5 separate regions of the Mus musculus genome follow, and all the other regions are linked to region 2. The links are chromatin contacts, called in public ChIA-PET, Hi-C and HiChIP or PLAC-seq maps. All regions are on one chromosome and are shown on one strand. The core of a region is the stretch at or near the end of the contact, and the rest is flanking DNA. Distances in the headings are between cores, read along the strand shown.

The links. Hi-C and Micro-C count contacts between places; a contact is called where the count stands out from the background. ChIA-PET counts read pairs in DNA pulled down with a chosen protein or histone mark. HiChIP or PLAC-seq counts read pairs in DNA pulled down with a chosen protein or histone mark.
Region 1: an RNA polymerase II ChIA-PET map of effector CD8 T cells shows a contact between it and region 2, with 69 read pairs. The contact joins the enhancer-like site here to the promoter of Cxcr6 in region 2. A contact is called at or near these places in 2 of 484 Hi-C or Micro-C datasets (effector CD8 T cells and natural killer cells), 2 of 115 datasets of contacts at active chromatin or transcription factors (CD8 T cells and effector CD8 T cells) and 1 of 9 other capture datasets (adipose tissue).
Region 3: a Hi-C map of group 2 innate lymphoid cells shows a contact between it and region 2, with 4 times the contacts expected there. The contact joins the promoter of Ccr1l1 here to the promoter of Cxcr6 in region 2. A contact is called at or near these places in 3 of 39 promoter capture datasets (liver, macrophages and pre-B cells), 1 of 484 Hi-C or Micro-C datasets (group 2 innate lymphoid cells) and 1 of 115 datasets of contacts at active chromatin or transcription factors (microglia).
Region 4: an H3K27ac HiChIP or PLAC-seq map of T-cell acute lymphoblastic leukemia shows a contact between it and region 2, with 4 times the contacts expected there. The contact joins the enhancer-like site here to the promoter of Cxcr6 in region 2. A contact is called at or near these places in 12 of 39 promoter capture datasets (the 3T3-L1 cell line, the C10 cell line, the HPC-7 cell line and 8 more), 3 of 15 datasets of contacts at CTCF or cohesin (CD8 T cells, large pre-B cells and pro-B cells), 72 of 484 Hi-C or Micro-C datasets (the 63-12 cell line, the AML12 cell line, B cells and 45 more), 6 of 115 datasets of contacts at active chromatin or transcription factors (CD4 T cells, the HPC-7 cell line, T-cell acute lymphoblastic leukemia and 3 more) and 5 of 9 other capture datasets (adipose tissue, embryonic stem cells, liver and 2 more).
Region 5: a contact with region 2 is called in a Hi-C map of CD8 T cells, with 2.2 times the contacts expected there. The contact joins the enhancer-like site here to the promoter of Cxcr6 in region 2. A contact is called at or near these places in 1 of 39 promoter capture datasets (pre-B cells), 1 of 15 datasets of contacts at CTCF or cohesin (CD8 T cells), 2 of 484 Hi-C or Micro-C datasets (both in CD8 T cells) and 2 of 115 datasets of contacts at active chromatin or transcription factors (both in CD8 T cells).

What each region holds. Positions count from the first base shown.
Region 1 is chr9:124,037,738-124,040,437 of GRCm38.p6, reverse strand. No RefSeq gene overlaps it. Among named protein-coding and RNA genes, the nearest start is that of Ccr3, 17 kb to the right of the region's middle. Within about 2 kb of position 1,252, at least 34 of the 459 cell types and tissues checked have an H3K27ac peak or open chromatin away from gene starts, as enhancers often do. A contact at or near this core is called in CD8 T cells and effector CD8 T cells, where this site is marked.
Region 2 is chr9:123,805,073-123,807,772 of GRCm38.p6, reverse strand. It overlaps Cxcr6 (chemokine (C-X-C motif) receptor 6), which reads right to left and starts at 1,296. Exons shown (of 2, transcript NM_030712.4): 1 at 1,228-1,296. The region is part of intron 14 of Fyco1 (FYVE and coiled-coil domain containing 1); the gene reads left to right.
Region 3 is chr9:123,985,453-123,988,152 of GRCm38.p6, reverse strand. Ccr1l1 (chemokine (C-C motif) receptor 1-like 1) reads left to right here and starts at 1,438. Exons shown (of 2, transcript NM_007718.4): 1 at 1,438-1,549.
Region 4 is chr9:123,655,756-123,658,455 of GRCm38.p6, reverse strand. It overlaps Slc6a20a (solute carrier family 6 (neurotransmitter transporter), member 20A), which reads left to right. Exons shown (of 11, transcript NM_139142.2): 5 at 944-1,054; 6 at 1,994-2,235. Among named protein-coding and RNA genes, the nearest start is that of Slc6a20a, 22 kb to the left of the region's middle. Within about 2 kb of position 1,250, at least 15 of the 459 cell types and tissues checked have an H3K27ac peak or open chromatin away from gene starts, as enhancers often do. A contact at or near this core is called in the G1E-ER4 cell line and T-cell acute lymphoblastic leukemia, where this site is marked.
Region 5 is chr9:123,940,149-123,942,848 of GRCm38.p6, reverse strand. No RefSeq gene overlaps it. Among named protein-coding and RNA genes, the nearest start is that of Gm51701, 16 kb to the right of the region's middle. Within about 2 kb of position 1,273, at least 117 of the 459 cell types and tissues checked have an H3K27ac peak or open chromatin away from gene starts, as enhancers often do. A contact at or near this core is called in CD8 T cells, where this site is marked.

The DNA of each region.
Region 1 (2,700 bases), core at 3-2,502, 230 kb before region 2:
CTAGGGAGATTCGAGGGCAGGGAGGTGGGAGGGGGTGGGTGGGTGGGGGAACACCCTCAGAGAAACAGGGAGGGGAGAAGGGATAAGAGGTTTCAGGGGGAGGGGACCTGGAAAGGGGATAATATTTGAAAGTAAATAAAGAAAATATCTGAAAGAAAGAGAGAGAGAGGGAGGGAGAGAGAGAGAAAGAGAGAGAGAGGAAGGAAGGAAGGAAGGAAGGAAGGAAGGAAGGAAGGAAGGAAGGAAGGAAGGAAGGAAGGAAGGAAGGAAGGAAAGAAAAGAAAGACATTAGAGGAAAAAAAAAGACAACTGTTCTCCACCTGCCCACTCCTGTAGGCAGTCACTCTCCTCTCTGTCCACTGCTTTTATCTGGAACCATGGAAGTTAGACCTCAGGAAACCCCAAAGGTTTGCAGGTCTAATCCAGCTTGAGTCATTTGAACTGAGGGTCTTTTTTTTTTTTTTTCCTCGAGACAGGGTTTCTCTGTGTAGCCCTGGCTGTCCTGGAACTCACTCTGTAGACCAAGCTGGTCTCGAACTCAGAAATCCACCTGCCTCTGCCTCCCAGGTGCTGGGATTAAAGGCGAGCGCCACCACTGGTCTTAAGTGTGCAGTGTCTTAAACAATAGCGGCATTACTGAGAGGCAAGGCAACCAAGGCAAACATTTATCACTGATCTATTTTGATTTGGAAGTCAGTTGGGTTACCTGGAGTACCCTGAGCAACAAGAAATGATTGTTGCTCATTTCTTAAGCCCATGTGACTTAATTTATATTACACACACGCACACGCACACGCGAAGAGAGAGAAGGGTTGAAGTGAAATTTAAAAATATAGATGACATTAGGTAGGAAATGAAATAAAGAAGAGAGGGATCCATCTTGCGAGTAGAAAGGGAGGTCAATAGAGAAGGAGGAGAGACAAAGAACACTGAGAGTATTTTATAAAGCCACAAGGAAAAATATTGTTTTATATTTACTTATTGCTGCTGGATGTGTTTATGTCTTCAATTACCAAAGAAATAAATAAAAAATTTAAACAACTTAGGTGAAGCCATATAATAAATCTACATTCTTTACAGAATTAAAAGAAGACTTTAATAATTATGAAAAATATAAATCCTATGTTTTATTTATATATAAAATTTTGTATGCATAGATAGGAGAATGATTATTCTAGAATAAGATGGTGCTTGCCAAATGTGGTGATAGTGAAGTTCATTTTAACCAGTACTTACTGACTTCCTGCCAGTTACGAGCTTAGCGTTAAACTCATCACACTTCCTACCCTTCCCCACATCCTCTCAATACTGTTATTTGACGGTTTCTGGTTAATCACTACGTTTAGTTCACGCTATTGCAATTACATAAATATCAAGCTCCTTTGACTTACTGTTTCATGTTCATTAATGGTGAACTTTTTCCCACATTTAATTAGCTTCTACTTTCATATTTGCTGCAGATTTTCTAAATTTCTTCAGTTTAATCTGTCATGGACCAAATAATAACCTTTCAAAATACTCAAAATTCCCAGTTTCTTGTTTTCTCTGGCTGGTTGCTCAGAGATCTTAGATGCCCCTTTGCCATGCTTCTGTGTGGAAAAACAAAATAATAACAACAGTAACAACAACAAAAAAGAACCCTGTTCTGCTGAAGTGTGTATTTTGTCTCATCTGGAGAAAATGTAAACTAAAGGTAAAATTTTAAATCCTTACGTTTCTAAATTTGTCCACATTCTGTCCATAAAATTTCTAATAATTTGGCTCTAACAGAAACACAGACTGGACACCATCCTTTACTATCCAAAGTGCTGTTGAAAATCCAACAATATGCCTCTGTTTATGTCTCCTAATTTTTGTCCTTTTTTTTTTAACAACTTTTATCAGTTCTGAGGGAGCCTTCTCTATGTTCATTTATCTTGCTAGGCATCTGGAGCCTGTTCATTATAAAGACCCTTGACTACTTCCGGAAACTTCCTCTGAATTGCTCCTCCTATTGCTTTGTGATAACATTCTTGCCAAAACTATTTTTAATATTTTTAAGCCTCTTAGTCAAATATTTTAAACCACCTAATTTTATGACCACTAATTTTTTTTCTTATCTCCCAGTGGACATGCTTCTAAAAATGACAATATTGCACAATAGTTAAGACGTGGGTCCAATACCAGATCCTAGCTTCAGATTCCATTGCATGCCTCCAGGTGGAATAATGCTCTGCTCCCTTCTACAAGAAAGAATTCTTGGGTTGTTACTATACTCCAGGGAAACTGTTTGACTATGTATGAGCTACCAGATTACCATAACATCCAGTTGTTTATTATGAACTGACTTACCTTACAAAAACAAAAAACAAAAAAATGGAGCAGTTGCTGATCTGTCTGTGTACTGGACACTATGTGAAGATTTATGGGACTCTGGCCTGGTCAGAGCGGCTAAAGAGCTGTGCTCTCAAAAGGGAAGGAGGAGTCCATCTGGGCAAGCTGCCAAGTCTCTTCTGCAACCACAGCAGACAGCTGGGGTCAACGACTGGGCCCCTGAGTGGGAAGTGACTGTGGTGCTCGAGCAGGTTCCAGTGACAAGGGAGAGAATTTCTCTTCCCCAAAGTATTGCAGCTCTATATGACAAACACTCTCAGAAGGTCTTTGATGAAATACATCGTGTATGCTTTATTCTTTAGGGTCTTATATATTTTTTGTTCTGTG
Region 2 (2,700 bases), core at 47-2,546:
CTTTGCTTTCCCAAGAGTTACCTCCAGTTCTCTGTTGTTACCTCACTTGTATTTGCTTTTTTGTTGTCCTATTCTTTTCTGAATCCAACCTTAGCATGGCTCTTCAGAAAATGTACAAATCCGTATTCACTGTTATGTTAGTAGATAGGGACTAGACTATACAAATAGAATATTGAAATTCACTAGATTGGGGAGATGACTGTCAGTAGAATGCTTGCTTTACAACCATAAGCACACAAAATCACTGTCTCTTATAAAAAAAAGTTAACATTTCTTTATAATTGAAATATTGATTAAGGAAAATGAAACAGTAATGAAACTTTTGATATGTTTTTTTTAAAAAGCCCAATAGCAAATTATAATTGTATGTAAAGCATAAAATGTAACCCAAATATTTAAGAAGTACTTCTAATTATTTTGGAAGTTTCAGTATATTTAAATTGCTGAAAACAGAAAAAAATATGAGAAACACACACACACACACAAACCCACCATGGGCTATTACTGTTATAACAAATAGATGATACTTCTGATCTTCCTGCTTCCACCTCCAAAGGTCTGGGATTGCTGCCACACCTGACACTTAACCTTTTGTGGTCACAAACCTCTTTGAGAATCTCATTGAAGCTGTAGACCTTCTCTGAGAAATAAAGTCCATACAGCTATAATTCTAAGGCTTCATGAACCACATATTCTATAGGCTCTTGTTTAAAGACCCTTTAATAACATTTGTAATTTTTTTTTTACTCTAGTCTTAAAGGACCAAATTCTGTCAGCATTGGCCTTTGGCAAAATTATAAATTACTTATTTCATCTGTTTTGTTTATTTACTTATTTGTAGTCTATAATGTCTACAGTTGTGTGTTGATTTATATTGAAAAAAGTAGATAGTTATTGTGGATTATAGCTTGTTTTTTAAGATACAAAAGAACTTTTTTAAGATACAAAATAGAAAAAGATTGATTAAAAATAGAAGACCAGTGACTAGACTGCTCTGGATTCCTAGGTGGGTCTGATTATACCGTTACTACCTTTCCCATCCTTTTATAACCACTTGCTATATTCCAGAACCAATGAAGCAGTTCTCACATTTCTCCAACCCTTGCAGCAACCATGGCAGTGAGGGATGGGAGCCATGGCTAGCTGAATTCAGTAGCTCGCACCGTATACACAGGTCCTGCTGCAGACAGGAATGAGAGATGCAGCAAAAGAAAGCAAATGACTCACCAGAAGAGAAGCCCAGTAGCTTTGTTCCAGAGTGAAGTGTGCTCACTAAAGGTCTGCCTCTGGTTCTCTGTGATGTGGTCTGTGTTTCCGTCAAATACTTAAGAGCCTTCAGCTAGAGACCTGCCCCCGTCTCTATCCCATAGGCAGAATCCACATGACAAGCTTGACAAACCTGCCCACTTAATTTGAGAGTCAAAGATGAAGCATGATTCTGATGCTTCATACTCCCTTTTTCTTGGCTTAGCACATTTCCTGCTGTTAAAAACGAATAGGATTTCCATTAATGCTCTCCTAAAGGGGAGCAGAAAGTAGACTTGACTTTTGTCAGTCCACTGACGATGGTGGACTTTGTTTGTGAAAATCACTTTGTTTACTGGTCACACATGTCTTTGGAACATTTTGGTTCTGGGCCAACACAAAGCCCATGCTATGGATTAGGCTCTGTATGAATGTAGATCCAGTATTTACCACAGATGTCTTGAAACATTGCTGAGGGCCAGGTATTATCTCCATTTACAGATGAGAATGTAGGAAACAGAGCCAAAATAACTGGTGAATTCAGAGCTACAAGCTCAGGCTTCTGATCATTCACAGACCAATGGAACAGGTTGCTTCTAGGTGGTTGGTTGTGCTGGAGGACCTGGTATAGCCCTACACTCTGCCCCCACAGGCCTCTGGCAGGCAGTGCCCACCTACCGTGCTTGGCTTTGCTAGAACTGCCTGAGGTTAGCCTCCTGGACTTTCCTCTATTTGATAGACACTATGATCTTAATGCAGTCTGGTTTTTACTTTCCGTGAGCTAGCATTGCTGACTTCCAGGAAAATTAGCCTGGAAGTCAGGAACTTGGAGTAGGACCAGAATCTAGAAACTAGTATTTGATTTTATTGTAAGAAAGGTATTATATGGAGGCTTCCATTTACAACTGTTGGGTTTTGCTCACCTACCCATGGATGCAGTGAACAATGAACAAATGAACAGATGCATAGGCTGCATCAAATACTGAGCGGGAGATAGTTGAAACACCTCTCCTTTTAAAAGAATCTTTTGGGTGCTAGAAAGATGGCTCAGCAGTTAAGAGCACTTCCTGTTCTTGCAAAAGACACAGATTCGATTACCAGCACCCAGATGGCAGCATACAACCATGCATAACTTCAGTTCATATCTATGAGCAAAACACATAAAATAAGTCTAAAACTATTTTAAAGATACCTTTTAGGACAAGACAGCCTTCAGTTTTACTACATTTATAGGATAGTACTAGAATGGCCTGAGATTTGTCAAGCATTGCTGTACTCTTCTCAAAATTATTTGTCTTCCTCAAGAACAGAGAGGCCCATCTCACTGCTCTGAGATTGTGCATGAACTTCTAAGGCACGTGCACAGGAGACTGTGGGGAGATTACATGTGCAGATTTGAAAATGTATGGTACTTTTGTCATAGCTATGCTACAATGGAAAGTTCTGTGGAAAATA
Region 3 (2,700 bases), core at 189-2,688, 180 kb before region 2:
GTGTTCATCTTTCTCCACATCCACGCCAGCATCTGCTGTCACCTGAATTTTTGATCTTAGCCATTCTGACTGGTGTGAGGTGGAATCTCAGGGTTGTTTTGATTTGCATTTCCCTGATGATTAAGGATGTTGAACATTTTTTCAGGTGCTTCTCAGCCATTCGGTATTCCTCAGGTGAGAATTCTCTGTTCAGTTCTGAGCCCCATTTTTTAATGGGGTTATTTGGTTTTCTGGAGTCCACCTTCTTGAGTTCTTTATATATGTTGGATATTAGTCCCCTATCTGATTTAGGATAGGTAAAGATCCTTTCCCAATCTGTTGGTGGCCTTTTTGTCTTATTGACGGTGTCTTTTGCCTTGCAGAAACTTTGGAGTTTCATTAGGTCCCATTTATCGATTCTCGATCTTACAGCACAAGCCATTGCTGTTCTGTTCAGGAATTTTTCCCCTGTGCCCATATCTTCGAGGCTTTTCCCCACTTTCTCCTCTATAAGTTTCAGTGTCTCTGGTTTTATGTGAAGTTCCTTGATCCACTTAGATTTGACCTTAGTACAAGGAGATAGGAATGGATCAATTCGCAATCTTCTACATGATAACAACCAGTTGTGCCAGCACCATTTGTTGAAAATGCTGTCTTTCTTCCACTGGATGGTTTTAGCTCCCTTGTCAAAGATCAAGTGACCATAGGTGTGTGGGTTCATTTCTGGGTCTTCAATTCTATTCCATTGGTCTACTTGTCTGTCTCTATACCAGTACCATGCAGTTTTTATCACAATTGCTCTGTAGTAAAGCTTTAGGTCAGGCATGGTGATTCCACCAGAGGTTCTTTTATCCTTGAGAAGAGTTTTTGCCATCCTAGGTTTTTTGTTATTCCAGATGAATTTGCAAATTGCTCCTTCTAATTCGTTGAAGAATTGAGTTGGAATTTTGATGGGGATTGCATTGAATCTGTAGATTGCTTTTGGCAAGATAGCCATTTTTACAATGTTGATCCTGCCAATCCATGAGCATGGGAGATCTTTCCATCTTCTGAGATCTTCTTTAATTTCTTTCTTAAAGGACTTGAAGTTCTTGTCATACAGATCTTTCACTTCCTTAGTTAGAGTCACACCGAGATATTTTATATTATTTGTGACTATTGAGCAGGGTGTTGTTTCCCTAATTTCTTTCTCAGCCTGTTTATTCTTTGTGTAGAGAAAGGCCATTGACTTGTTTGAGTTAATTTTATATCCATCTACTTCACCGAAGCTGTTTATCAGGTTTAGGAGTTCTCTGGTGGAATTTTTAGGGTCACTTAGTGAGATTCTTAAGACAGCTCCTCCCCATGAGAGGGGTTGGACCCAGCAGCCCATATGTCCAGCTAGCCCCCAGGTGACAATGACACTGTTGAACCACAACGTCACCTGGATTAACACTAGCTCCTGGCTTTGTCTGATTCATATTGCTCATGTCTGGAGGACACACACACTTCAGAGACGTGACATACTTGAGATAAAGGGAAGCAGACACCAGCTACAGCAGGATCCAGGTATATCACAGATAATTTTCAGGTACGTACACTAGACTGTCTGAATCTTGAGCTTGGGGTACAAAGGACCATTTTATCAGACTCTTCTTTCCTCCCTGCTGCTCACTAGAATCAGGCTACAATGTGTTGTTCTGATAAGTAGCCACAAGCTCAAACCTTTGCTGCTCTATGCTTCTATTCTGTGCCCTTTGCAAGTGGGAGCCATCATACAACGCAGGAAAGAAAGACTGAAAGCTGAGAGCCAGTACTGTGCTCTTCCTATATTCATAAGCTCTCTGATTCTGCCCCCCTGTGTTTGCTTTGTGTATCTTGCTATAACTAGAGACTTAAAAGGAGGAACTGGTCCTAGACTCAACACTGCTTTGCAGTGGGCACAGCCAGGGCAGATACAGCATAGTGTACATATGTGTACAGTGGAGGGGTGTCTATTAAAGTAGAAAGAAACCTGTAATAAGCAATGCCTATTCATCTATTTTCTTTGTTAGGTAAGTCATTGTAGATCTCAGCCTGCACCCTGCCCAAAGTTACTCTGAGGGACTAGAGGCCAGACAGGCAAACAGGTAACGAAAGGGATCACAGATAATAAATACAGCGAATTTATGGTTTCTTCCTCAGCCTTTTATGCCAATCTAATTCCCTCTCTTCCATTCTGTGCATGATCCCAGCCTATTTCACCCATTCAATACCACTACCTAACTTTTTTTCCTGTCTTGATAGTTTTTAAAATGCTCTAATGCAGTGGTTCTCGTCCTTTCTAATGCTTCAATCCTTTATTACAGTTCATGTTGTCGTGACCCCCAACCATAAAATTATTTTCATTGTTACTTAATAACTGTAATTTTTCTACTGTTATGAATTGTGATGTAAATATCTGATATGCAGGATATCTGATGTGGGATCTCTGTGGAAGGGGTCATTTGACCTCCAAAGGAGTCACAGTCCATAGGTTGTTATTCCTACAGGTTTACATACTTATACTTTTCTGTTACTTATATCCACCTAGAGAATTTCCTTCCAAGTGATTGTTTGCTCACAGTGTCTGTTCAAGCTTCCTCATGTATACCGGCTGTTGAGGGAAAAAGCCATATGACTACCCCAAGTGAAGATTATCTGAATAGGGCAAGGTGAGAAGACTGTATGGAGGGAGTCTGAGTCTCAGCTGGAACTGCACAG
Region 4 (2,700 bases), core at 1-2,500, 150 kb after region 2:
AATGTGTAAGAAGCCATGGTAAACATACCCTACATTCTCCCTGGTATTCCTCTGACAGTCTTAGAAATTCTTGAAATATGGTGTCGTGCCAAGGAGGAAATGGAAGACCGAGCATAATTCAAGAACATCAAGACATAGGTCACCAACTGTTTTGGTGAATTCAACCTAAAAGAACAAAATTTCCCACTCAGGGCAGGTAGACATGTACCTGAAAGTTCTTTCTTTGAGGCTTTTCAAAAGTCAGGTGACCCCAAGTCTGAGATGACCCTGGCAAAGCAACCAAGCACACATTCTTACATTATGATGCATGTTAGTAAGGAGAGAAGATTGGCTTAACCAAATAATGAGACATCTTATGAGAGATGCTGCCACATCCCATCAGTACTATTTATTACAGTTTTTGTGGGCACTTTGTTCCAATCTCTGCTCCCACCTATGGGCATGCCTGACCAGGTCTCTCTCAGATCCTATCCTGGAAAGCTGGCTTTGCACCAAGCTACTGAAATAATTTCCCTCTTAGGGACAACATAGATCTTGTAAGTGGCTAGTTTTCCTGTTTTTCTTAGGATCCCAGAAATTCTAGAGCCAAATTTGGCTCAAATACTGAAAAGAGAGACTCATACATGTTGTGCAGGCTCTTTCAACCCCTTTTTTAAGAGACAGAGCAGTGGAAGGAATGTGGAAAGAATAAGCCTGAGTACCTGTTTGTTGCCTCTAGTCCACTGAAGAAGAAATATCATGGTGGCAACAGATGTGGTCACCTCACTTCCTTTCTCCTAACCACACTTAGACCCTTATCCTAATCAGGATCCTGGCACCTGCAGCTCTCAGCAGCTGTGGGTGCAGCTTAACCACCAAAGAAATAAGGTGTTTGTGGGGATGGTTGTCTGCCCTGCCATTCCTATTGTTCCAGCAGTTTCACCCTATCTCTGGATGCCCACAGGTGGTCTACTTCACCGCATCGATGCCTTACTGTGTTCTTATTATCTACTTGGTCCGTGGCCTTACACTCCATGGAGCCACCAATGGCCTGATGTACATGTTCACACCTAAGGTAGGAGCTTCAAGGGAAGGGGACTCTTCCTTTCTGGGGACTCTTCCTTTCTGGGGACTGTTCCTTTCTGGGAACACCTGGGAGGAAAGAGAAGGGGATAAGATATGTAATCAGCAGGGCTGGTGTGAGCCCAAGGCTGGGCCAAAATCTATGGCTATCCTGGGGGCCCAGACTTCCTCCTCAGCTATGCGTTCCGGAAATTAAATCCTCTGTCCATCTCCTCCTGCTGCACTCATTACCCCTCATGACTAGTGCCTATGCCTTCATTCTGGTCTCCCTGTTCCAGGTCTCACCCACAGCCCTATCCATACTCTCCACTGAGCTAGGGACTGTGGGAATCACTCCAGTTATTTCCCTTACCTGTTCCCATATTTCCTTAGACCCTTTCCTTCTAGGTTGCCATGATCCCACTTTAACTCTTTCTTTCCAATCAGCCTAGCCAGAATTCTTGAGTTGGAATGCTATTGCATGTGAAGTAAGGCTCATTCTTTGCTTAACAAATGTGATGGCAGGAAGCAGGTAGCAGCTTTCAAAATGCACACCCTTGTTCCACATGCCTTAAGTGTTAGTGCTGGAGTCACCTCAGACTGGACTCCACATCCAGGTCACAACACCTAAATTTCTGTGCATGGACAAGTGTAGTGCCTGACTGGTGAATCAGAGATTCCATGTGTTTGGCATTAGACCGAACAGTATTTAATCTCACTCTCCATGGGCAGGATGTCATAGTGGGTATAACAGGAAGATTGTTGAGTAGTTTACCTGCCAGAGAAATACACTGGAGATTGTCTGGGAAGACTGGACTCTAGCCTCAGGCCATCCTGACTGCCTGTGTGTTAGAAATAATATCTTCTCCATCTCTGAGCCTCCCTCTTCTGTGAGGGAGAGTCTGGGAATAGAGCCCAGGATTCCTCAGCCCTATCCCTACTGGCCTTCTAGATGGAACAGCTAGCCAACCCCAAGGCCTGGATCAATGCAGCCACGCAGATCTTCTTCTCACTGGGCTTGGGTTTTGGCAGCCTGATCGCTTTTGCCAGCTACAATGAACCCTCCAACAACTGCCAGAAGCATGCCATTATTGTGTCCATCATCAACAGCTCCACCTCCATATTTGCCAGCATTGTCACCTTCTCCATCTATGGCTTCAAGGCCACCTTCAACTATGAAAACTGCTTAAACAAGTGAGTCTAAGCTGTCCCTCAGAGCCTTGGGTCTCAAGTGGGAAGGCAAGGCTCCAGAGCTCTGAGCTGAAAGGGTGACTGGGAAGGGCTAGGTTCCCAGAAGTCAAGGGGTAGACAAAAAACACCAACCACTGTTGGGAGCTACAATGTGAGGTTCAGTTATCCTTTCTCAATTGCCAATGGCTGCCTTCTACCAGCAGCAGAAACTGGGGGGCCATAAAGTTACCTGCCTTGCAGGGAATAGGCAGTTTAAGGTGGCCCTTGCATTGAGCAGAAAAATGTGTTCAGCAAATAATGCCAGTGCCTTTGGTCCCATTCCCCATCTCAAGTGTAACCAAGACCTCTCTAGCCAACTCTACACAGTTTACTATCTGTGGCTTCCCTCAGAGGACTGTCTTTCAGATGTTAAGATGTCCAGTACATTAGTCACTGACCATAAGTAGCTATTTCTACAGAAGAGTGAGA
Region 5 (2,700 bases), core at 24-2,523, 140 kb before region 2:
ACCCTGAAAGCATACCAGATGGCAAAAAAAGCCTCTTAGCTTTTACGAATATTTAAGGACAAGTCAGTGGGCTAACAGAAGAATTCCTGACTTCCCAGGGGAATGTTCCAAGAAAGGAAAAGGGAAGATGCCTTTCTTTCCATTTGTACACTGGAAATTTTACTGTTTTAAATTTACCCTAGCACATGATAATGAGATAAAAGCAGTGATTAAGGTATGAGTCTGTGTCCTGGGTCTGTGGAAAATTACCACCATTCAGATACCAGAAGGAATCACCTGGGATCAGGCAAGGCACTGATCTTCAGAAGATAAGATGGAGGACTGCTGTCCTAAGGACCATCTTGCTCAGAAAGGCAGGAGGTAGGTGGTTCTAGAATGTTCCAAGTATGCTTTGGCAACATCTCTGGACAGGTAGTCTCAAGCACTCGAGCATGAGAAATGCTTTGCCATATGTGAGACCCACACTAGCCAAGCTTTGGGATCTTTTCTCATGGGCTCAGAATCCCCTTACTGGAGACTCTTCTTGATACCTAGGCTATAGTAAAACACTTACTTCCAGTAACAGAAAAACTGCAAACATTTTCAGTAAGCTTCTGCAAACCACAGAGGATGGCAACAACATCCCCTTTCTCATTTCAAATCACAAGTGACTATGAGGCAAGAGTGACCTGAGCCAAGGAAACATGCCTAAAGATAGACAGTTCCAGAACCTCCAACCAAGAGCAAGAGGCAGGTTGGCAGCAGATGCTTGAAGAATAACACAAAGCGGAGAGCAAGATTCAAAAAAAAAAAAAAAAACCACACACACACACGCACAGAAGCAGCAGAGACTGTCACTAACTAACAATTTATATTTTACCATGAAATAAACTTTAATATAAAACAAACTTTGAAAAAATGAAGATTTAAAAACACCATGGAAGACAATATAATTCTTTTTTAAAAAATACTAAATTTGGTATTACAGGCCTGTAATCGCCATACTAAGGAGGCAGGGTCAGTCATAAAGGACTCCAGAGGTAAAGGCAGGCAGATCATCCCAACTACATAGTTAGCTCAAGCTCAGCTGAGCGACTTGTACTTGAGCTCTTGTCTCCAACAAAAGAAAACATTTAATGAAAGAAAGAGAAAGAAGGGGAGAAGGGAGAGGAGGGATAAGAAGTCAACACTCTTTCAGAAGCCCAAACCAAGAACCAAAAAGGCGTCATGCCTTGCTTTGCAGAGTGCAGTCAAAAGCAGAACTAGACTATTACTAGCATCATCAACTGCTTTCCCCAGACACTGTAGATAGCAAGTAGGATGGAAAATGTAGACAGGAAACTGAGGGAACAGATTCTGAAGAGTGTGGCACTTTGCCATCAGTGGTATGTGTTTCAGGGTCCAGCTGTGGTTTTGTATCCTCCACTTCCTCCCTCTCAGGGTGTTCATATTCTGCTGCAAACTAGGCTGGAAGGATGAAGTGGAGTCTGGAATTGGCAGGATCTTAGTCCAGCTGGGCATCAGTCGGGGGTAGGGAGCTTCTCTGAGGATCTTCAATGAAGGATGGAGTTCTACAGGATCCCAGTCTGGTTGGGAGTGACGGGGTGGGACACAGGGTGAGGCTGTTCTAGGATCTTAAAAGTTACAGGCCTTTTAGACAAAGGCCTTCTCTGACAATCTTCAATTAAACAACTCTTAGCTTGTGTGCATACCTTTACGCGGGGCAGATTTGTACACATGCACCTTATTTGAGGTGAACCAGGGGGTATATATGGACTTTGGAGAGTGGGAAGGCAGTTTTTTAGGGTAAATGAAAATCACTGGCTAGAGTTTAAAGTTCTGTGAATGCCTCATTTGTATGGAGAGGCATTCCAGGAAACCCAGGTATGTGCTTGGCAAGTTTTTATGGGAGCTGGGGAGTTTGTAAGTCTGCCAGGGACTACTTCATCTTCCCAAGGTAGAGGCTGTGGGGATACCCAGACAAAGTCAGGGAAGGGGAAGCCCTACTGGTAAAGGAAGTTCTCCATTTTTCACCAAGCTCAGATAAGCCATCCAGTCATGATAAACTTTGACCTTACTTTGTGCTTCACTTCCTCTGCTTTCTTCCTCTCAGGGTATCCAGATGCTGCTGCACACAAGGCTGGAAGGATGAAGTGGAGTCTGGAATTGGCAGGATCTTAGTCCAGCTGGGAATCAGTGGAGGGTAGGGGGGCTTCTCTGAGGATCTTCAATGAAACAGCTCTCTGAGACAATTTTAGCTTGTGCATATACCTTCATTCAGGGTGGGCTTATACACTTACACTTTATTCAGGGTGAACCAAAGGTTATATAGTTTTAGGGAAAGGGGATGAGAATGTCCAAAGTGGGCAAATTTCATTGGCTGAAGGCTAAGGCTACTGAGATGACTCAGTTAACATGGAGAGTCATTCCAGAAGTCTCAGGTGAAGGATTACATGACATTCCTCAGGTAGTCAATGTGGGGTCTGGAATCTCCCAGGTAGAGAAGAGGAAGCCCTGATGACAAAGGGAGTGTCATTTTGCACCAAGCTCGGGGCTTTCCAGTAACATCAGACTTCAACCTTAGTAGCAGGGTTTCCTCCCAGCCATCAAGTCTGATGACCTAAGTTCAAATTCTATGGTGAAAGACTCTTGCCAGTTATTCTTTGACCTACACACAACACATCACATCACATCATATCATTCAAAGAGAGCACACATTAA